Linked DNA regions of Mus musculus: all the other regions are linked to region 1. A link is a contact called in public HiCAR-type, HiChIP or PLAC-seq and promoter capture Hi-C data. All regions are on one chromosome and are shown on one strand. Each heading gives the region's core, a stretch centred on a gene start, on an enhancer-like site or on the middle of the called end of the contact. The rest is flanking DNA. Distances are from core to core; before and after follow the strand shown.

Region 1 (2,617 bases), core at 45-2,544:
TTTCATATGCCTTTTTGTTATTCCAACTTTTGAAATCTCATTTCCCCTTTCCTATCATTCTTTCATTCGTTAATTAATTAATTTATTTTTTTAAATAAAAGACCAGCCTAATAGCACAGGCCACTCAGAACGTTGAAACGTTAAGATCAGGGGTTTAAGACCAGCCTGGTTTCAATAGTAAAATAAAAGAATGTCCAGGACAAGGATACAGATCACGGGTGCCTGGTTAGAGGCCCTAGGTCCAATCCCCAGTATGGCAAAATAAAAGAACAGGGTAGGGTACAGGAGGACAGTGGAAGATTGTGGAGCCGTGCTCCACCTGGAATTTGAATTCACAGGTTTTAGCTTTATTCACATGACCTTCTGAGCCAAAGCAGAAGGATATGGCCAAGTTCTCGATCTCACTTGCCAAGTGGGGAGAAGGTAAATTTGCCTTCCCATTTCTGATTTCTACTTTTGAGCTTCCATTAAATTCCTAAACTCCTCTACTGTGGCCCACTATCAACTTCGCTCTAAAGGTGAAGTGGGAGCGACACGTAGGAGACACACACACCCACGAATACCCTCATTCGGTTGAGTAAACATCCCTGCTTTTGAAACCCGCCCGTCCTCGCGCAATTTACTACTAAAACTTCCCAAGAGCCACTTAAAGTTTGAGAGAGCAGACAAAGTTCTTCAAAGCCCACAAGGCCAAAGAGAGAGCGCTCCGGCCCCAGTCCGGTCCCACCCTGCCGTACCCGAGTCTGGATGAGACCAAGCTGCCATGCCCACTCTCGCCGACGCGCCTCCAAGCTTTCTGGGACACGGAGCGACAAGTGCTACTTTGCTGGCCTTGACCCACCCTTAAAAGCGAGCCTCACCCCGCCCTCCGTTCCCCAGGCCCCACCCCGCTCGCGAGCCCAGCCTCACCACGCCCTCCCATGCCCTCGGCCCTTCTCAGTCCAGCCCACCCAGGAACACGCTTTCTGGTCGGCCCCGCGTTTCTTTCCGGCCGTGTCCAGGGCCCGAGCCCGATCAAGACCCCTCTCGGCCTCCCGGGTCCCGCCTCCTGCTCCTCAACCACATCTCGCCGCCCCTTATCCCACAAGCTTTCGGCCCTGTTGCACCGCGGCTATCTCGTTGGGGAAGGGAATTAGAGCAGGTACCCGCTGCTGAGGTCACAGTCTGTCGCTGCCGCCACAGCAGGCCCTCAGCCCAAGTCCCGGCCTCGCCACCGCCGCCGTCGCCGCCACCTCCGGCCGGCCTGGAGCGCCCAGCCTCGGCTTCCCTCCCCGCCCCCTCCTTCCACTGCACTCGGAAACCCGCCCGCCACGGCCACCCCAGAAACAGTTGGTCCAATCAGATAGCCGGGACTAGAGTCGTCACCGGATGTCACTTTGATTGACAGCAAAGAAAACCCAATAGTCGAGTTTGTGTCTGCCCACTCGGCACAGTCCTCCCGAGACTGACGTGGAGAGAAGTCCAATGAGTGTGCAGGCCCGCCCCCCGGTATGGACCCACCAATGAGTGAGGCGAAGGCCCTAGTGTCCGGCATTCTGAACCTCTCCGCTGCGGGTTGGAGGTGGGCGGTGTTGTAAGTTAGGTGATTCTAGCTCATTGTGTGCCTAGGAATGCGGTCCTTTAAGGCAGATAATGGAGCATTGACGCCGGAGCCCGAGATTCCGTCCTTGAGGGTCCCCACGGTGACTTGTAAAAGTCCAGTGAGATCCGAGGGGGGGGCCGAGGCGGAGTACGGAGCATGTGGCTCTGATGGTCGCGACGTTCGTGTCGCCATCTTGAGTCCTGGCAACGGAAACCGGTACCCCCTGTCTGCCTTAGAGCCTGGTGTAACCTGTTCGTCAGGCAGGAAGGGTGGCATCTTGTAGCCCAGGCAACAGTCAGGTCGTGGAAACTGCGGGGCAGACGAGGGCCTTAGAGAAATGTTGGTAGTGTGATAGATAGGACATAGTAACTCGTTTTTGCCATCAAAGAAACACCGGGAAGAGCCCCTCCCCTTCCTCTAACCTCGCACACAGCTTAGTTTTTGCTTTTCAGGAACGTTCCATCGTTGCCAGAGTTCCCCATACAACTATAGTACCAAAACATTTTTTGTGACTCAAATATAAGTGTGCTCTCAACATCATTTATTAGATTCCAAATTACAAAGCCTTTGTGAGATTCTTGTTCAGTGACCCTGTGGTAGGGGCCTGATAACGTTCCCTATAAGTAATTCTGATACAGCTGGTCCGAAGACCACATGTAGGAAATCATTGTATTGAAGTTTGTACTGTGTAGCTGTGGGACAGAGGTGAGATGCCAACTGAGTTCTTGTCTCCTTTTAAGAGGCCATAATCTAGTTGACAGTTCATTATTCGCTGTCCTTGTGCAATTAAGGACAAGGCCAACTGATAATGCAGCAGATAAGTTCACTTCACGCTGTGCTAGGAGAGTTAGCACCAATATGGAGGGGTTCTCAGAATGTAAAGTACGTTTCACAGATATAATATGCACCAAGAATTCAACTGATTCTTACAAAAATTATTAAGCTACCACATACCTTTTTAAATGGAAACAAATTATTTTGAGCTAGTTAACACTTTCAAAGACTGTTTTTACTTCATCGTTTTTTAGTGTGTCC
Region 2 (2,617 bases), core at 58-2,557, 1.4 Mb after region 1:
GCCTCTAAATTATCTTTAAATTAACATACAAAGCAATGCATATCATTTTGGCATTCTTATACATATAGGCCATTATACTTGGTCCAAGTCCTCTCCCTCTGAGAGCCACACTGCCCCAACCTCCAAACAGCCAAACCTCTCACTTCATTTCATATTCCACTAACCTTTCTATCCTGCAGACCTCCTTTGTTCCCACATGGTCCCATGTTTTCACAACCAACACACACCAACACATACCTACGTCGAGATTCCTCATAAGAGAAAATGTGCTATTTATCTTAATATGGCTTATTTTGAGTATCGTCCACTTTGCTACAAATGTCGAGACTTCATTTTTGGATAAGCCAGTCCAGGTCGTGGGAGGGAGTATCTGAACCAAGAATCAAACTCTTAGCTGGCCGAGAGGTGTGTAAGCCCGCACTTGGGAGGCTGAGGCAGGGGGACCTTGTCTCAAGAAACAAAGAAGATTCTATCCCTTCCCTTTTCTTCCCTCAACTGGGAAACTGGTTTGGGGATTGTTCCTGCCAGTTTATAGTTCTGAACACCTCTCCCCCAAGCTTTAAAGCCACCGGTCGTGCACAACTGAAAGCAGTTCGTAAAGACACAGCACAGTATTTGAACACTATGACCTTCCAAGTAATAAACGGCCCGCTTTTACTATGATGAAGATCGAACCAAGCAAGTCACTCCGGCTAAAACACCCTCCATTACTTTGACATTACATTGTTCTAGTGTCATCTTCAGCGATCTCTCCTGGAACAAAGCATCAACAAGTTTCAGTTTCCCTCTCCTTGGGTCCCACCGGGCTAAGCTCAAAGTACCCTGAGGCTCAACTTCCTCGTCCCTCGTCCCGCAGAAAACCTTTCACGAGTGGAGGAGACGGGGGAGCAGCGCCCCGGAGGAGGCGCTCCAGCATCTGTAGGGCTCGGTCGGGATCTAAGATGCACATTCCACCAGGATCCGGTCCCACGCACGGTGGCCCTGGAGGGGCGTGGGTCCCCACCTCCTCTCTCGGATTGGCTCGCCGCAGCGGTGTACCGCCCCTCCTTCCCCGCCACCCCCCAGTCACTCACCCTCGGTTTCCCCCTGAGCCTTCATCCTGACAGCGGGGAGGTCTTGGGTCCGCCACGAGCCGGGGAGCCTTTCCCCGCCACTCAGAGGGGAACCAAGTTAGCCTGGGCTCCGGGGAAGCGGCGCACCAGCGGCCCCGACTCTTCCGGGGAAGGCTCAGTCTGAAGTCCCCGGCGGCAAGAAGAGAAGGGTGCTCGCGGCCGCCGCCATCTTCCCCAACGGAACTTCCCAAAGATCGCGAGATTAATCGTGTTCCTGTGAGACGGAGGAAGAAGGAACCGCACCAAAGTCTCGCGGAGGTTGGCTGATTTCGTCCTCCCCGCAGGATCTCTAGCAGGCCCGGCTCCGATTGGCTCAGAATTCACACCTTGGCGTCTAAGGGTGTGTGCCCAGAGTTGACATCTCTCTGAAAGTTTATGTTTGCATCCCGACAGTTACACAATTTGTAAATTAAAAGCGTTAGCTCTTCCGTCCCGCGGTGGTGGCGGCTCAAGCCTTTGATCCCAGCAGACAGGCGGAACTCTGAGTTCGAGGCCAGCCTGGTCTACAGTGTGAGTTCCAGGACAGCCATGGCTACACAGAGAAACCCTGTCTCAAACGAAACAAAATGTTTGCTCTTTGAGCACCTGGAAAAGTGGCACACTCCTATAATCCCAATGAGGAAGGGGATAGTGAAAACCGGTCCTTACAAAATAATCTCTACTGAAAGATTTCCAGTGAGTTTTAGTGTTTGGGTGTTTAGAGTTTGCCTGGTGGTGGCGCACACCTTTAATCCCAGCGCTCTGAAGGGAGAGGCAGGTAGATCTCTGAGTATGAGGGCAGCCTGGTCTACAAAGTTTCTGGACAGCCAAGGCTACAGAGAAACCTTGCCTGGACAAAAACAAAACAAAACAACAAAAAAGTAAGATTTGTAAGATGACAAGACTTGTAACTCACCAGCAACATACCTGATTAGCATGTCTGAAGTCCTGGGTTTAATTCCTAGAGAAAGTGGGAAGGTGAAATTTCCTGAAGAACCAGAAGCAGTTATGTTGTTTAAAAAAAAGAAAGAAGGGGCTGGAGAGATGGCTCAGTTAATTTAAGAGCACCGACTGCTCTTCAGGAGGTCCTGAGTTCAATTCCCAGCAACCACATGGTGGCTCACAACCATCTGTAATGAGATCTGACTCACTCTTCTGGAGTGTCTGAAGACAGGTACAGTATATATATATACACACACACACACACATACATATACACATATACACGCATACATACATATATATATAATAAATAAAAGAAAAAGAAAGGAACTAGGGAGGCAGAGGCAGGCAGATTTCTGAGTTGGAGGCCAGCCTGGTTTACAGAGTGAGTTCCAGGACAGCCAGGGCTACACAGAGAAACCCTGTCTCGAAAAACCAAAAAAAAAAAAAAAACCCAAAAAACAAAACAAACAAACAAACAAAAACAAAACAAAAAAAGAATGACTTCACACACACAAAGAAGATGATTTTTGGAAAACATTATCATCGTTTACCATGTTGAGCTTGGCTCTGTACAGAAATTA
Region 3 (2,617 bases), core at 46-2,545, 1.2 Mb before region 1:
TGCCCCCTGCGGGTCGCCTGGGGTTTTGCATCCCCTAGCTGTGCGCTGCCGGAACCATCACAGCCTTGAGAGTCCCAGCGCTCCGCATCTCGAGAGCTGGCCGGCGTTTAATAGGGTAGGGGGATGCCCCGGCTCTGTCTCTCCGGGTCCACTGAGTTGCTTCAAACCACGTGAAAGGTTTGTCAAGGAACTACCCTAGAAGCGGATTTGCCATAGTGAAGTGAGCGCTCTCTTCCCTGCCTGGGATGCCCAGACGCAATTCCCGGACTGGGCGAGGCCGCTAGAAAGAGCGCTAGAACCCACGCGGGAAACGTCTGTGACTGGGCTGTCCTCATCGCATCGTCCTTGAGTAGACAGACAGGCGGGGCCCCGAGCACTTTAGGGTATGCACCTTCTTTCCATTTCTCTATCTCTTTTGTGGTTGTCTCTTTTCTGCCCTCCATAAAGCCCACTTCTCTCTCTTCAACCTCTCTGCCACTCCCGAATCGCTCCTTTCGATGCCCCTCCCCCCCATTGTCTGGCCGGTCCCCATTGTCCATACTGGGTCCCCTCTGCCTCCAGTCCCTCCAGCTGCCTCCCGCATTGTTCCGTCTCTAGCCCCTCACATCTTTAGTGCCGATCTCTTTCCCTTCCTTCTCTCTGCCCTACAACTCCCCAGGGACTAAGATGCTAAAGAGAAAACTCCCCTCGGGATCCCAAAATTCACACGCTGTCGTCAAAAGAACCCAGGCGCCCGAGATTCCCAAACCTCCCTCCACCCCACTCGAGACTGCTCCCAGTCTCCTACACCGCACCCGTCGTAGTGCTCAAGAACCAGCAGCAGCAAGCAGAACCAAGAACGGGTGTCGTTGCAACAGTCCTGTCTGCATCTCTATCCTGGGACTGGGTCGCCTCTGCGCTCTGAAAGTCCTAGAAGCTAGGAGCGCCCCTGTGGGTCATGATCCCGCAGCTCCTCCGCCACCCGTTGCCAGCATCTGGGACCTTAACGTCTTATTCTGTTCCCTGGGTGGTGGCACCCACATCCCCTTGGGGTTCAGCTCTTTGAAAAGGTTAACGGAGGTCCCTCCTACTAATCACTTACCCCTAGAAGCAGCAGCAGCAGCAGCAGCAGGCGCAGCCGGTCCATGGCGCTGCAGGCAGCACCTGCCCTCCTCATTGCTCGCCTCCGGCGACAGCGCTCAGCTTCTAGCTCAGTCCGCTCTGCGGACCGATGGTGCTGCGCGCTGAGCTGAGCTGCGCTGCGCTGCGCTCCAGCGCCCGCTGCCCGCCGGAGCTGGCGGAGGCTCCACTCGCTCTGGCTGCTAGCGGGCGGGAGCAGCTGGGTGAAGGCAATGCAGCAGCCCCGCCTCCTCCCCGCCCAGCCCGCCCAACTCCCCCCCCCCCCCAACCCCTCCGGAACCGCGCCCGCCCGGCTGCCTAGGGTGGGGAGTCCAGAGCAGTCAAGTGAGGCGTGAGAGGAGCCGCACCCGTGTGCCCCGCTGTGGCTTCTCAGTGGGCTGCCCCACGTACCCAGGGCACCTCCGGTTATGCTGAGCATAAGATGCTTCGGATCCAACGGGGGCCATTGCTCTCCTACTGATGAAGCCTGCCTCGGGGTTAACTCTCTTAAACATCTTTAGCCTAATTGCCTACCTAGCCCTTATTCCGAAAATGAGGCTGCCCTCCTTTTATGGTTGGATACACACCTTATTCCATTCTCTCTCTGTTCCAACTTGTGGAGGGATATGTTCCTTGGGGCCTTCAAGGTGAAATCTATCCCAATATCATAATTTGGGATATCTGTCTGACACTGTTTCTCTGTCTCTGTCTCTGTCTCTCTGTCCCTGTCTCCCCCTCTCCTACACACACACACACATACACACACACACACATGATAGAACCTAGGACCACACACACACACACACACACACACACACACACATGATAGAACCTAGGACCACACACACACACATGCTAAGCAAGCATTGTATCACAGAACTCTATCTCCAGCCTTTCATGAGCTTGAATGAGTCACAGGTGTGCACATAAACCCCAGGAATACACAAACACACTCTCAAGTGCACCTGTACGTGTGTGTGTTGACGTACTGACATCTGCCTATACCGTCCCTCAGGCATTCATATAGACCTGCTCATCCTACAAGGGCTCCTAACACAGACCAGACATACATCAATGCACACAGGCTGACATTCACATATACACTCCTACACACTCACATGTGTGCACTGCACAGTGGTAGTCACACAAGCCCACATCTGTATTTTGCCCTCAAATGCACACACACACACACACACACACACACACACACACACACACACACACAGAGTATACAGACAACACACAAACATGATTACATGAGTTTGTGAGTTTCCTACGGGCAGGGACAGTAGTGTCTTCTCTGACCACCCAAGTGTTCAGTCATGGAGGGGATTCAAGGGGAGAGCTGTTGAATGGATTCAACATCCACAGACTCATCCGTGAGCTGTGTAGGCCTTCTGAGGATCACACTGGCCATGCTCTAGAAGCGTGGCACATCAAACCACCTGTATGCCAAGGAATGTGCAGTCAGTCTTTCAGAAGAAACACCGCCCCGCCCTTCTCTGGTTCCCAGACATCG
Region 4 (2,617 bases), core at 79-2,578, 1.2 Mb before region 1:
GGATTGAAGTCGTGCACCACTGCACCTAGCTTGCTTTCATGTTCGTTCGTTCGTTTTCTTTCTTCCTTTCTTTTAAATGTATATCTGGCTTCTTATATTTTAATAAGAAATAAATACCGATTGCAAATTTAAAATTGCATTTTATCTTTTAAATAAAAGTTAAGCTAAGAATAAGGAGCAGGTCTTTCTTAGAAGTCCAATGCACTATCCATTGCGCCACAGTGCCAGGGGTTTTCATGTTCTTTACAGATATTCTCAGGAGAGTTTGTATTTCGGGAGCAACAAGCCCAAAAAAATAAACTACTTCATTTTAGATTTGTGTCATGGAGAGGAATGCTATAAAAGTCACTATTTGCTTAATTGGCAAAATTGGAATGCAGACATGGATAATATTTACTTAAGTAAAAGGATAGTAGCCGGGCGTGGTGGCGGACGCTTTAATCCCAGCACTTGGGAGCCAGAGGCAGGCGGATTTCTGAATTCGAGGCCAGCCTGGTCTATAGAGTGAGTTCCAGGACAGCTAGGGCTACACAGAGAAACCCTGTCTCGAAAACAAACAAACAAACAAAAACAAAAAACAAAACAAAACAAAAAGTAAGAGGATAGATATCCTTGATCTTAGAGAATAGTAGGAGAAAGAGAAAAGTGGAGGGAGGCGAGGAGATGGAACAAAAACAACAACAAATACGCAAATTGTTGACAACAGGTGAACTTGAGAAGCCATACACATGATCTCCGTCCCTTTTTTGCAATTCCTCGAATATAACTTGGAAAAAAAGATGCCCAGAGATTTAGACCCTAAATCAAGAGCCTTTACTGAAGTATTGCAAGACCTGAATGACCGACTCCCTTCCTCTTCTTTCTAAGCCGTTTTTAAGGTTATGGAGTGGCTTGGAAGATCAACATCTTACGTCCCTGAGGGCTGTCCTTAACTTCCCTAGCAGTCTCTCAGTGCATGAATTATTTTACCTCACCTTTATCCAAAATGCCCACCCATTCCTTCACCACCTTGTGATTTCCTCTACCAAGTGGAAGCCCAACTCCTTTCCGATCCAGTCTGCTTCCGGCTTCTGGAACCACCTCCTTGAGGAATAGGCACGTGCATATATTACCAAGGAACTACAACTCCCGAAAGGCTTTGCGGCAACATCCCATCCGTTCTCACCAGTCAGAAACGGGTTTCCTGAAAGAGCCCGTTGCTGCATGATCTTTTGGGAGTTGTAGTTGACCTCATTAAAGCCACAGAGCCCGCGGAAGACTGCAAAACACGTTTCCCAGAATGCACGTCGCTCGGCTTCACCAATTGAAGGGTCGGATCTTGAAGAGGCGGGGGTCGGGGGGGGGGGAGGAGCTGCCTGGCGCACGCGCAGTATCCGGAGCTGGGGAATTCATGTGGAGGTCAGAGTGAAAGCAGGTAAGCGTGGTAGGAGCGGTAGAGGCCTCTGGTCCTATGTCCCTGTAGCCTGCCTCTGCTTTCCTATGTACAATGAGGGCATGGGATGCATGTGTGGGTACGCCTAGTGGAGAAGGGGGAAATCTCGGTCCAGAAGGAGTTAGGAATGTGCAAGGGGAGGGGACAGGATGAGGAAAAATCCAGAAGCTGGTGGAGTAAAAAGAGCTGGATGTCAGAGACAGAGGATAAATGTGCATGGAGAAATCCCGATACACAAGCAGTTGAAGTCTGAGAAAGGGGAGGGCGAGTTTGAGGATTGTACCAAGGGTGACGCAGGGGCGGGACATTAAAAAGTTCAAGGCTAACTGGTTTCTAGTTTGTCAGCTACGTGCCCCCACCCGTCCCGCCGCAGCCCCACCTCCAGTCCTTCACCGCTCTGCCTCGCTGCACCCCTGCCAGCCCCTGCTTTCCTATTAACTGGTATGGGGAGGAGTTCTACAATGTCTTCTAGAATTCGGTCTTCTCATTCTAACCCTGGTTCTACTACTTAAGAGTATAACCTCTCTATGCACTTCAGCAGTCATAACCTTCATAAAGTAACTGAAGGTTAAACAAGGCTGTCGGAGACCGTGTAACTTAAATGTTAACAGAAATTGCCCTTTTTGTTGTTGGCTTCAGCCGTGTAGCACCGGTCTCGCTTGTGGCCTATTGGTCTAGGAAAAGGGAGTGTGGTTTTTCTGTGTACTAAGTTCCTCGTGGGTACAAAGCACCGTTCCTACGCTGAGCCAAGTGTCGCAGACTCTTTCTCTGAATGGTTGTAAAGAAACACGTCCACAAACGCAGACATGATCTACAGTTTGCAAGGTGGTCAGTGTTATGGGGCGTTCAGTGAGTGAGTTTGGGCCCACAGGTGTAGACATATGAAAATGTATGTTGAGACATGAACTCTGTGCCTCAGAGCGGGCTTTCTCTGAGAATCTGGTGTCAAAGTGTTTTATGTTTACCCCGTGTTTAGGTGTGAGTGGAAGCAACAGAAGGAGTCATGGCTGCCAAAGTGTTTGAGTCCATTGGAAAGTTCGGCCTGGCGTTGGCAGTTGCAGGAGGCGTGGTGAACTCTGCTTTGTATAATGGTGAGGCGCGGAAGAGCTTTCTGCATAGTTTCTGTTGATCTGCATAGCCCATGTGTCATTCCTTTTAAAAAAAAAAAAAGATTTATTTATTTTA
Region 5 (2,617 bases), core at 47-2,546, 1.1 Mb before region 1:
GTGAGTGGGTTATGGCCGGCTGTTCTGGGAGAAAAAGTTAGCTGCATCTATATGGAAATTGTTTCTATGATGTGGGGGTCAGCTTTTGTGGAAGAACATTAATATCCTATGTTCTTAATGTTAGAAGAAGAGGGCTGGAGAGATGGCTCAGAAGTTAAAAGCTCTTCTTACTCTTACAGCGGACCTGGGTTCAATTCCTAGCCGCCCCCCCCCCCCCCGTCCTACAAGCCACTCATAACCCCAGTTCCAGGGGAATCCATCAAATGTCACAGGTGCACATGCACACATCCAGGTAAAACATTCATACACACAATGTAAAAGAAAGAAAGAAAGAAAGAAAGAAAGAAAGAAAAAATGTAGTAGAGCCCAACAATAAAAACCAACAATGTTAGGAGCTCCATTCAAGCTGTAGAGACCTTCAGAAGTTTGGTTTCTGGTGGGGAAGGGTTATCCTGATCTTAGGGATGTCATCTTGGGTCTTTTTCATGGAGACTTCACTTGCCAAGTCATTTCCTCTCCCTGTACACTAAGCACTTTCAATTACAGACACTCTCTTTTGGCTCTGAGCTTGGATAAATGCTACCTTGTTAGCTAATAGTACCATTAATTATATTAATGATTAATAGCTAATTAGTCATAATGTGGTCATGCTTCTTCCAATGGAGCCTTCCTTTCTTGCAACAGTTCTGGGACTCTAGCGCACGCGCGCACACACACAGACCACACAGACACACGCACGCACGCACACACTTCCCTATTTCTGGCCACAGGATGAGCCCAGCAGTCCATCCTGTTTGCTTACCATACTGGCGGTCTCTAAATCCCCCTAGTTGTAATCAACTATCCCATTTGTCTGGTGGATGGCTACTTCTTACAAGTGTCGCCCCTTCTATTTCTGTCACTCACTGACTGCTCTCTACTAACAAGGTGGCCAGCAATTAGGGTTTTTTTCTTTTTGAACCGTATTCCATAAGTCAAAGATATCTACTTCCAAATCTCACTCTGACCCACTTTTCCACTTTCTCCCCCCTTTGCACTTTTACGTTTTCTTATTTCTTAGGATCTCAAACCCCCTGCCCACAGATACTTCGTCTTCTGCCTTCAGGCTTCCTTTTGAAAACCACGCCCCCACCCCCTTAAGCGTCGCGCATGCGCAGCCCACGACTTTACCTGGGCGCTCGGGAGTGGGCGGAGTGGGCAAGGGCCGGGGGTGGAGCAGGCAGCCGGCGGTTATCTGCTCGGCTGAGCGCTCACATTGTGGCAGGAGGGAGAAAAGGTGCGCCCAGGCCGAGCCGAGGGCCGCGCATGCGCGCCGACCCCCATAGCCGGGGATGGGGTGTGTAGGGGGGGGAGGTGTCGGGATCCCGACCGCGCGGGGGGGAGGGGGGGGCGCGTGCAGGGGCGTGCGCGCGCGCGCGCTCCCGCCGGCCTCCCTGCCCCCTTCGCGCACGACATCCCTACAGCACACCCCCTCCCCCGCCGCCCGCCCCGCGCGCCGCCCGCTCCGCGGCCCCGCTCGGCCTCGCGCGCTCGGAAGGGAGTCGCGAGACGTCGGAGCGGCGGCCACGTAGCGCTGCGGCGGCGGCGGCGGCGGCGGCCGAGGCCGGGTCTGAGGATCGGCCCAGAGCGCAGACGTTGGGCAGGGGGAGGGGCCGGCACGGCGGGCGGTGGGGACTGGAGCGACGCGGCGCGGCGCGGCGACAGGCCCCCGCCGCGGGGATGGGCCGCCGAAGCGGCGGTGGTGGCGGTGGCGGCGGCGGCGGCGGCCCGGGTGAGTAGGAGCCCCTTCCCCGCGCTCTCGCCTCCCGCCGCGGCGGCGCCCTGGCAGCCGCGTTTCCTCTGCGCCCGGCCGGGCTGGCGGAGCCGGAGGAGCCTGCGCCGAGGCAGCTGCGTGCGCTAGGCCGGAGCAGCCCCCATCCGGCGGGCAGGCCCCGGGCGCTGCGCGTCTGCCGCTCTCAGCTTGGCCCGGGGTGCCGGCTCCGTACCCCCGCCCCCTCTCCCCAGCTTAGCTGCAGTTTTGCAGCGAGTGGGTTCGCCTCGAGGCCTGACGGGGTGGCCGGGGTGCACGGGTTAGTAGGCTGAGGAGAGCATTCTCTTGCCCTGCAGCTGGTGGCTTGCACCCACTACCTCCCCCGCCGTGCGGTTGCGCCCAAACCTCCAGCCCTCGAGAGTATTGTGGCACCAGGAGATAACACGCATGTGATGTACACTCGCCACCCGCAGCACCACACTCAGCCCAGTGGGCGATGCAGACCTTTCTCCACCCTCACTTCGTCCACCCCTCCAATCAGGCTTTACTAAAGAGTCCCAGGTCGGAGACACCAAAGAGAGGGATACCCCTGTTACATCTCTATGAAACATGTTCGTTGTCGAGGGATGACTATTGTAGAAATGATAGATGTCTCTGCTTTGCCTCGAAGTCAGTCTTTAGGATTTAAGATCCTGTATGCTCCTCTTTGAAGCGGGCCGGTCTTTGATTACATCTAGCTCATCCCTCCCCCAACAACAACATCAGGAACACGCGCGAGCACACACACACACACACACACACACACACACACATATATGCACACGCACACTCGCACACTTCCTGATTGCGGAACGGCCCCTGTCATTG

What was found. Promoter capture Hi-C pulls out the DNA fragments that hold promoters and counts their contacts. HiCAR-type assays count read pairs that join an accessible place to other places. HiChIP or PLAC-seq counts read pairs in DNA pulled down with a chosen protein or histone mark.
Region 2: a promoter capture Hi-C map of pre-B cells shows a contact between it and region 1, with 4 times the contacts expected there. The contact joins the promoter of Med1 here to the promoter of Nfe2l1 in region 1. A contact is called at or near these places in 2 of 39 promoter capture datasets (liver and pre-B cells).
Region 3: a contact with region 1 is called in an H3K4me3 HiChIP or PLAC-seq map of embryonic hindbrain, with 4 times the contacts expected there. The contact joins the promoter of Ngfr here to the promoter of Nfe2l1 in region 1. A contact is called at or near these places in 1 of 39 promoter capture datasets (pre-B cells) and 1 of 115 datasets of contacts at active chromatin or transcription factors (embryonic hindbrain).
Region 4: a HiCAR-type map of astrocytes shows a contact between it and region 1, with 4 times the contacts expected there. The contact joins the promoter of Phb here to the promoter of Nfe2l1 in region 1. A contact is called at or near these places in 1 of 484 Hi-C or Micro-C datasets (B cells) and 3 of 115 datasets of contacts at active chromatin or transcription factors (astrocytes, forebrain and large pre-B cells).
Region 5: a promoter capture Hi-C map of 3T3-L1-derived adipocytes shows a contact between it and region 1, with 4 times the contacts expected there. The contact joins the promoter of Zfp652os here to the promoter of Nfe2l1 in region 1. A contact is called at or near these places in 7 of 39 promoter capture datasets (3T3-L1-derived adipocytes, the C10 cell line, frontonasal cranial neural crest and 3 more) and 4 of 115 datasets of contacts at active chromatin or transcription factors (astrocytes, bone marrow-derived dendritic cells, neural tube and 1 more).

Annotation. Positions count from the first base shown.
Region 1 is chr11:96,828,674-96,831,290 of GRCm38.p6, forward strand. It overlaps Nfe2l1 (nuclear factor, erythroid derived 2,-like 1), which reads right to left and starts at 1,295. Exons shown (of 5, transcript NM_008686.3): 1 at 1,146-1,295.
Region 2 is chr11:98,191,986-98,194,602 of GRCm38.p6, forward strand. It overlaps Med1 (mediator complex subunit 1), which reads right to left and starts at 1,308. Exons shown (of 17, transcript NM_001080118.1): 1 at 1,074-1,308. The coding sequence starts at 1,098. It overlaps Gm38963 (a long non-coding RNA gene), which reads right to left. Exons shown (of 4, transcript XR_880193.2): 4 at 1,951-2,052.
Region 3 is chr11:95,586,403-95,589,019 of GRCm38.p6, forward strand. It overlaps Ngfr (nerve growth factor receptor (TNFR superfamily, member 16)), which reads right to left and starts at 1,296. Exons shown (of 6, transcript NM_033217.3): 1 at 1,082-1,296. The coding sequence starts at 1,156.
Region 4 is chr11:95,665,629-95,668,245 of GRCm38.p6, forward strand. Phb (prohibitin) reads left to right here and starts at 1,329. Exons shown (of 7, transcript NM_008831.4): 1 at 1,329-1,414; 2 at 2,409-2,523. The coding sequence starts at 2,436.
Region 5 is chr11:95,711,458-95,714,074 of GRCm38.p6, forward strand. Zfp652os (zinc finger protein 652, opposite strand) reads right to left here and starts at 1,297. Exons shown (of 2, transcript NR_045780.1): 1 at 1,171-1,297.